Regions from separate parts of the Zea mays genome. Here all the other regions are linked to region 2. The links are chromatin contacts, called in public Hi-C maps. All regions are on one chromosome and are shown on one strand. The core of a region is the stretch at or near the end of the contact, and the rest is flanking DNA. Distances in the headings are between cores, read along the strand shown.

Region 1 (2,707 bases), core at 55-2,554, 730 kb before region 2:
ACCAAAGGGGACCTACAATGCATAGTTCTTTTATGAGACAAAAAAATCTTGTTGAAAAATATTTAAAGCAGTAAAGCACACAAGGTTGAAATTAAGAGATCTATATTTCCCTACAGAACAACAAAAGGAATCCCCTCAAGCTCTGAAATCAATTGAGAATGTAAATCTAGTCATTGAACTAATTAGTTATTATGTATAGCTACAATACGCCCAATGCCTAAGGCTGTCTCCAGCAACTCTCCTATCTCATCCCATATTTCAAGCTTCACTCAATGTCGTGCCCCCTATTTTACACGATCCACTAAAGACAGCCTAAAAGCGGACGACAAGAGACAAATTACTAGTACCAGTAACTAGGTACATACTTCAGTTTTCGTGCTACCAAACTGAGAGATTTGCTATTTTGCCATTATTGTTAGTGGGTCTCGAAAATTTGTCATCAGACCTACAAATCATAGACACAAATGGACTCACTAATCATAGACAGAAAATTAAGGAGGCAATGATCTGAGTGGCAAAATACCAATTATTCCCCACGGACTTCAGTCACCAAAAAATGAGGAAATTGAAAATAGCAGGTGAAGTACCATTTTTGTAGAAGAAGACACAGATAGCTGCTAGTTCATACTTGAGGTATAGAAGGTAAGGACCATGATTTCGTGGGAGAGTTCGACTGGGAGCCTGTTGACGAGGGAGACGAGGGCCGCGTTGTCGGCGACGAAGCCCAGTAGGTGCCCGAGCTCGGCGCGGCGGCCAGCGATGGACTCGGCCACCCTCGCCACGGCCCTCTTCGTCTCCTCTGGCGAGAATACGGCGCCCAGTGGCGTCGCCGTCCCCTTCCTCGGCGCAGCCATCGCTCTCCGCTTCCCCACCTCCCGACCAGAGAACGCGCTACGTCCCGGACTGCAAACTCAGTACGGCGTTCACCTGGCGTGCCTGGCAACCTTCTCCCCGGAGAGCCCTAGAGCTCGCCTCCTGCGTACGGCCCTGCCCCGTGCTTAATTTGTTGGCCGATCGCGCGCGCGAGTCGCTTCTCCCACCACAGCAGAGGGAAACGACGAGGACCAGCTACAAAGCGATGAATCTAACCGGCCCGGATGGAGGACGCCTCCCCGTCGATGGAGGTTGGGACTCGGAGCGGTGGCGGGAGAGAATCTTGAGAACAAACGGGAGGCGGCGGTGGCGGAGTGGGAGCTCCGCCGGACAACCCCGGTGCCAGTACGCACCAGCGGCCCAGCTCAATATTTTTTTTTTGCAGCCCAATAACGTCTCGATGGCCCAACCTAGGGCGCTGGGACGCAACGTGCAAGGCCGGCAGACCGCACGAGGAGCGGAGGAGGGAGGGGGTAACAAAAAAAAAGTTTATTTTGTGTTTCTCAACTATCCAAAAAAGTCAGTTTTTCTAAGTTTTTTTTCTCAAACAGAGATGTAAATCATTATATTAAAAAGAAAAGAAGCCTAAAAATAAGTAAGTACAAACTGCACCAAGGCAGGCACAAACAGACACCAAAACCCAAAAACTCTAAAAAGGCTACAACTCCAACACCTTCACCTCACCAGCCATACATTATAAACTAGCCTCACCTTTAAGGTCTAAAAAGAGCTTGGAAATATTAGGAAAAACCTCATAAAAACACAAGCATTGTGATGCTTCCAAAGGATCCAAGATACTAGAAATTATAAGACCAAAAATAGTTCTTCTCTCATCTATCAAAATCGTGGATGTTTCTCTCAGTGGTTTTTCTTCTTCTTTTATGTTTGGTTTGTCAGAATTTATAAAAATCATAATATATCACAGAAATAAAATGGAAAAATTAATTATGTTAGCCTTACCGAGTAGAATATGCATAATGAACATATGACATATGTCTTCAATATTAAAATACTAGTTTACATGGTTCAACGGTTCTTACGATTGTTGATTTTGCAAAAGAACCCTTACACTTATCTCTACTTAGATCACCAGTTTCCACCATGCATTGAAAGCCTTGCGCGTAAAACTTATCTCTACTATATAAAACACCAGTTTCAACGGTCGTCCTGCGTCACGGATCTCCTTCCCGCTCAATGCAAAAATAAAGTAAATTATGCATAAATTCGAGGTTTGAATCTTAGCTATTAGCTACACATTCACACTCACCTAACCAATAGAACACATATTTTTGTGTTTTATTAAAACAAAGTCTGCTCATATGATATATAAAAACCATGACAATACACAGGTGACTGACTAGTTATACTTTAATAAACAAGTTTTTGTTTATATATGTTTTTTATAATTAATTCATAGTTGTGTTTTCTATGATATGATTGTAGTGAAATTTTTAGGGTGTGGGTGAAACAATGCATGTTTGAGCTATAGTAAAACTTTCGTGCTCATCATATATGACTGAGTTATATATTTATCTAGGTTTATGTTTGTTAAATAGTTTTAAAATCTATAACTCATTTATAGATAACCCAAAGTACAATTTTTTTATAGACTCCACATGAGTAGATATTGAGTGAAGATACAATATGATATGCCTTTGTACAAATTTTTTGTATAGATAATCCAAAGTACAATTTTTTATAGACTCCACATGAGTAGATATTGAGTGAAGATACAATATAGAGATGCCTTTGTACGAATTTTTTGTTTTAAGTTTGGATCTACACTTTCCTGAAATTGATTCATAGTTGTAGTTTTTGTGGCTCAGCTGTAGTG
Region 2 (2,700 bases), core at 161-2,660:
TTTTTTTACATGGAATTTGCAGCATATTCTGAATTTTCCTTTTGGTACTCTATGCCTTCAGCTATTTATGGTGATTTGCTGTGTATGTTTTTAACAATCTAGATGCTAACAATTTTCAAAGTTTTTAGGTAGCGTACTGTCGGTGTGCCCTTAAAAATGGGCGCAAGTACAAAAGACAACGATAGCTGCTTATCCAATCAGGGTGTATCTCTGTCTAGTGTATAGCGTCAGTCAGGGTTCAGTCTTTTGACATCCTTGTTTTTTGGAGATTCTAGGCCATTTGGTTTTCAGTTTCCTTCCATGTTTCCAGAATAAAATTTTCCGCTGGATTGCATTGAGCCATTAAGATGGATTTTCAGTGGTTTCTGTATATGTCTAAATCCCCCCCTTTGTCATATCTTCTCTCCATCGTACTTTCAGTATTGGTTAACACTGAATGCATGCCAGCTATGATCTTGGGATTTTGCTTTTTTTAATTCTGGTCTTCTCGGGTTTGGGAGATTGATGGTTCTTCTTTGCCTACCGTTTAAAGAACAGTATCACGGTGTCTCTTATCCTGGCCTTTTTGTTGTAAGTTTGAAGGATGGAGCATTATAGTGTATATGGCCAACCATTCCATGCTAACAGAGAATAGTTAAAGACACTAGATAAAATATGTAGCAAAAACTACATACTATATAGGTGTGCCTAAAGAGCAATTCGTTATTCTCAGTATCAACTCTACCTAGTACATTTTAAAATCATCACGCTATAAGGTGCCAAGAACTGGAACCTTCTCTTTTTTTTCCCCCCGTGTGTGAAATATGCATAGCTGCAGGAGGATTTCCTTGCAGAAACTTCAAAAGTTCCGAAAATGTGGATTCTGGAGAGGTCCTGACTGTGTGTTTTGTTGTTCCAATGTCACATTCCACCGTCCATGACGACCATTTTAGACTTCGGAAACCTTTCTCTCTCTCTCTCTCTTTTACTTTTCGCACTGCAAGTAACCTCCCCTGATGTGGTGATTTCTTAATCTGTTACTGTAACAGTGAAAACAAAGAAGGGGGAGGAATCCAATACATGGTGGGCCCCTCCTTCATTTGTAAAATGGCACTAGCCTCCAAGACAAGTGACATCATACATACATGTAAATCCTAGTCATCCAATGAAACTATGGAAGTGAATGACCATGCCACACTGTGCCTGGGCTGGGTGGGTCTTTGGAAAGGAGATCCCTCAGCAAATAAGCCTGATTGCTGGAGTTCACCTTCCTACACCTAACCTCATTCACAAGTGCCTAAAATATATCAGACCTCTCAAAGCGTGGTCTCAACAAGTAACTGTTGTGACATGGGATCCTCTCTCTCTCTCTCTCTCCATGTCTAGAATAGCTAGTATAAAAAGGAGAAGCCTTGGGTGCTGTCGCCGGACAGGAAAGGGAGGGGGAGCTCAAGCATCAAGAAGAGCCCACGCGCACGCCGCCATGGACATGGAGCTGGAGCACGGAGGGAATGAAGACGACAGGGGGAGTGAGTCCTCCTCCTCCTCCTCCAAGCGGAGCTTCGGCGCCTCGTCGGACGCAACCGTCAGCAGCACGCCAAGCAAGCTACAGGCTCTGAGGTTTGCGGAAGATCTCTCCCTCCCATCGGTACGCGCTCTCCCTTTCTTCCTCATCATTGCCAGCAAGCTGATCAGCGCCAAGAAATGAGAACTCCGCAATGGCTTGCATGTCGTTGGGTTCTTGAAACCCAGCTGCGACTATCAATCACTCTGCTAGCGACTCTGTCTTTCTGCCGGAGCAGGACTCTGTGCTCTCTCCTTCCTGCCTCGTTGAGGATATGATGCTAGCCTTTGCTGTTCAGGCTTCAGTGGTAGTGTCGTAGCACAGTAAAGTCACTCCATCCTTCACCGCATTTCGACAGACAGTCTCCATCTCCACACGTTCAGTGTCCGTTGTTCCACTGCACACATCGAGGGAGAAGAGGAAGAGAGAGATGCTGGAGCCTGGCTGCTGGTTTGATCTCCTTGGATTCTCAAAAGGGACCCGGTCGCTTTTTGCCCTCCCAGTCCGGCTTTTAGCGTAAAGGTGAGAAGTCCAGCCCCTGTTACTGTTAGTGGCTTAGTGCCAATCCGCCAAACAACTCCAGTGCAGGGAGCAAGTTTGCTTCCCTGTCTGTCTGTCTGTCTCTCTTTCTTTCTACTGTAGTATCTTTTAACTTGCTCTGATGATCCTGGAGATGAGAATCTGTGAGCTACACATTATTGTTCTTGTCCACATGCAAATCAATGGCAGTAACTTGTTGGCAAGACCAAGAGACTGAATCTGCTGGTAGCAGACACCGGGCACGCATGCAGCGCCTGTAGCCTGTTTCTTGCGCCGCTCTATGCAATGCAATGCAATGCTATGCTATTGCAGCCACTTGTTTGTTGCGCCGTTCTCGGCCACAGCTGATGAGCTGTTATTAGCTGTTGGCTGTTGCCGGGAGAGAGCTCGAGCTGCTTGTCTGGCGGCCAGGAGCCCATAACGAAGGTGAAAGTGAAACCGTCTGTCTTTGACCGGTGAGCATGCCAGGCAGTAGACGAATAGGCTAAGGCACGAGCAGGTTCACTGTACAGGCAGCCGCCATGCCTGATGAATGCTCCTCGTTTATAACCCCCTCACCAACTACGCTTGCACACGCTTCCTTTGACCTGATAATAATAAATTAATTAAGCGCACAC
Region 3 (2,700 bases), core at 31-2,530, 530 kb before region 2:
AACCAAGAGTCATCGGTACTCGCCATGTCGCGCGCGTTCGACGACTACTATATCGAGGATTGTGGCGTTATCTTGGCGCCGGAGGTGACGCAGAGGAGGATCGACAACAGTGACCAGTTCGTTATCCTCGCCATCGTCAGGGTACCTTTTGTGCCGGTCTGCCTTTAATTCTCTTCGCAAACACACACACTTACCTTTTGTTTAAGCAAGAGCGTATGGTGGTGTGTGTCTGATGACTAACGATGTACGAGAAAATTTCTTCCGGCATGTGTGGAACGTGCTCTCCAATAATGAGACCATACAAATCATGACATATATCGAAATCTACATGATACTGATGGTTGCAATGTAGTGGTGAAACAACTAGATTAAAATAACAAAATTTATGTATAACTAAGATCATAAATTGATTATAAAATATTTTCTCATAACAATATAACACACATTTGTATATAAGTTATCGTAGTATACTGATATTATATATTTCCGTTGCAACGCACGAGCACTCAGCTAGTATGAAATTATGAGCATTATCATTATTCTATCTAGTGTTAAATTAGTATAAAATCAACTAGCAATTGATTATATTTTTGTAAATATACATGTATATTATTATTTATTGTGGCTCTCGAGCTAGTTTGAGCTTGCAAAAAGGCGAACCGAGTCCGCTCGTTACGTTAACGAGCCAACTCGACATCAGTCGAGCTGGCTTGATACCCAGTCCTAGGATCTATATTAGTTCTCAAGTAACAAGGCGAGAGTACATCATAGCAATAATGTCAAAGTCGATTTGCAGTTGGAGGGGCAGAAAAAAAATCATCAAAATTTCTCTGCATTTGACCCTGTGGAATGAATCGAACCACCCAAAAAGAGCGCAAAAAGGGGTACGGAACAAACATAGGGACTGTTTGGTTCAGCTTTTTTCTGACCAGCTTTTCTGAAAATCTGGCTGTGGAGAGAATCTGGCTGTGTGGAGAATCTGAGTATCATTACGATTACGGGTGTAGGAATATAAAGTTGTTCATAGGGCTCAGGATTTAGAAAGTGACGAATTCCTACTATTACAACGACTCAAGCGATTATGTATTTATGTTGATTTTAGATGGTTTTTGCCCCAACAAATTTTATAGAAGCTGGCTGAAAAGCTGAGCGTTTGGCAGTCCGCAGCAGCTTTTGGTGGCCAGAAGCTGTCAGAAGCCGAAACAAACAGGGCCATAAATTGGCAGGCAGGAGAGTTGCCCTCCAAAAAAAAGATCGACAGAGTAGGAGGGGGCAAACTGCAAGAAGAGCAAAAACTGAAAGCTCTCCAGCGGCGTCGCGAGCGTGCTCTCCCCCACTTCCTTCCCACTCTCCCTCGCCCCGGCATCGCCATCTCCGCGCCGCAGCCGCCCGCCCGCCGGCCCAGATCCCACCGGCGAGCCGCAGCATGGACCGTCTCCGGGCGGGAAGCCCCGTCTACGGGCGGCAGCGGAGCGGCAGCAGCACGGGCTCCTCCTCCCCCGGCGGCGTCTCCCCCTCGCACCACCGCTCCTCCTCCACCTCCTCCGCTGCCTCCGCCGCGGGCGCGCCCGGCACCTCCAACATCCGCCGCACGCAGAACGTCGCCGCGCGCGCCGCGGCCGCGAGGCTCGCGCAGGTCATGGCCTCGCAGAACGCCGCCGCGGCCGCCGGCGACGATGACGACGACGATGACTACCCGCCCCCGGCTCCTGGGAGGTTCGGAAGTGGAAGAGTGGCGCACGGCAGCAACGGCGTGTCCCTGCTTGGACGCTCCGCGAGATCTCCCTCTCCTGCGGTATTTTCCTTCCGGATCTCTTGCTCGTCGCCAATGATGCTGCCTCCCCGTTTAGGAAACGCCCGTTCCGGGCTGCTGTGCGCAAACTAGTCCAAATTGGTCAAACCGAGGCCAAATTATTACGGAAACGTCCATGATTGGATGAAATTTCAAATGAAGATAGTTCCCTCTCGCTAGTGCTAGATCACCTTCTAGTAATGCTCGTCAAATAATTTAGAGCCAGAATTTAGGGAAAATTGATCAGTGCAGTGTGTTAGTGTCTCAGGTTCTCAGGTCTACTCAATTTGCTAACTGCTGTTCTGTGGCCTCCTGCTAATTCGATCTCCTCATGTTTTCATTAGTTAGGTCGGAATATTGTAGAGCCACCTCCTACGGCCCGCTCATCATCGGCAGGCAGGCCAGCTGTTGCATCACGACCCACCACCACAGTGGTGCCGCCAATCAAAACCAACACGACGCTGCGAACACCGTCCCCTATTCCACCGGTGGCTGTGGAGCCTCCAGCGGATCGCACTCGACCGAAAAGGTACACTTGTTACATTTCCCTCAAAGACGTGGAATATAGGTTGCACCCTAAAAATAGACTAGTCTAAATGATTGCATGATCAGTGGTCGCACCAAATGGAACAAAACTAACTGAATTTACTTGTACCACTCTTTGGAAGCAGTGATGCTAGTATGCCAGATGCCACTAACTTACTGCATCTGTCCGCTCTTGCTATGGGGTTTAGTCTGAATTAGCATTTATGTATCGTTGCATCAATGTAAACATTGTCGCCAATAACATATGGCAAACAACATTGCCCATAAATTAACCTGAAAAAACTAATTAACAAAGAAATGTTGTGATTTTTTGAAAGATGACACCAATCACCCAGTAGCATAAATTTGAAATAACAAAATTT

The links. A called contact is a pair of places that touch in the nucleus more often than the background predicts.
Region 1: a Hi-C map of tassel shows a contact between it and region 2, with 3 times the contacts expected there. The contact joins the promoter of LOC103650814 here to the promoter of LOC100276232 in region 2. A contact is called at or near these places in 3 of 25 Hi-C or Micro-C datasets (ear, endosperm and tassel).
Region 3: a Hi-C map of tassel shows a contact between it and region 2, with 2.8 times the contacts expected there. The contact joins the promoter of LOC100192760 here to the promoter of LOC100276232 in region 2. A contact is called at or near these places in 3 of 25 Hi-C or Micro-C datasets (ear, leaf and tassel).

What each region holds. Positions count from the first base shown.
Region 1 is chr3:158,361,426-158,364,132 of Zm-B73-REFERENCE-NAM-5.0, forward strand. It overlaps LOC103650814 (unconventional prefoldin RPB5 interactor), which reads right to left and starts at 1,305. Exons shown (of 11, transcript XM_008676390.4): 1 at 651-1,305; 2 at 1-12. The coding sequence starts at 854.
Region 2 is chr3:159,094,816-159,097,515 of Zm-B73-REFERENCE-NAM-5.0, forward strand. LOC100276232 (Heavy metal transport/detoxification superfamily protein) reads left to right here and starts at 1,411. Exons shown (of 3, transcript NM_001150070.2): 1 at 1,411-1,627. The coding sequence starts at 1,463.
Region 3 is chr3:158,567,263-158,569,962 of Zm-B73-REFERENCE-NAM-5.0, forward strand. LOC100192760 (myosin heavy chain) reads left to right here and starts at 1,281. Exons shown (of 17, transcript NM_001309857.1): 1 at 1,281-1,795; 2 at 2,137-2,321. The coding sequence starts at 1,427.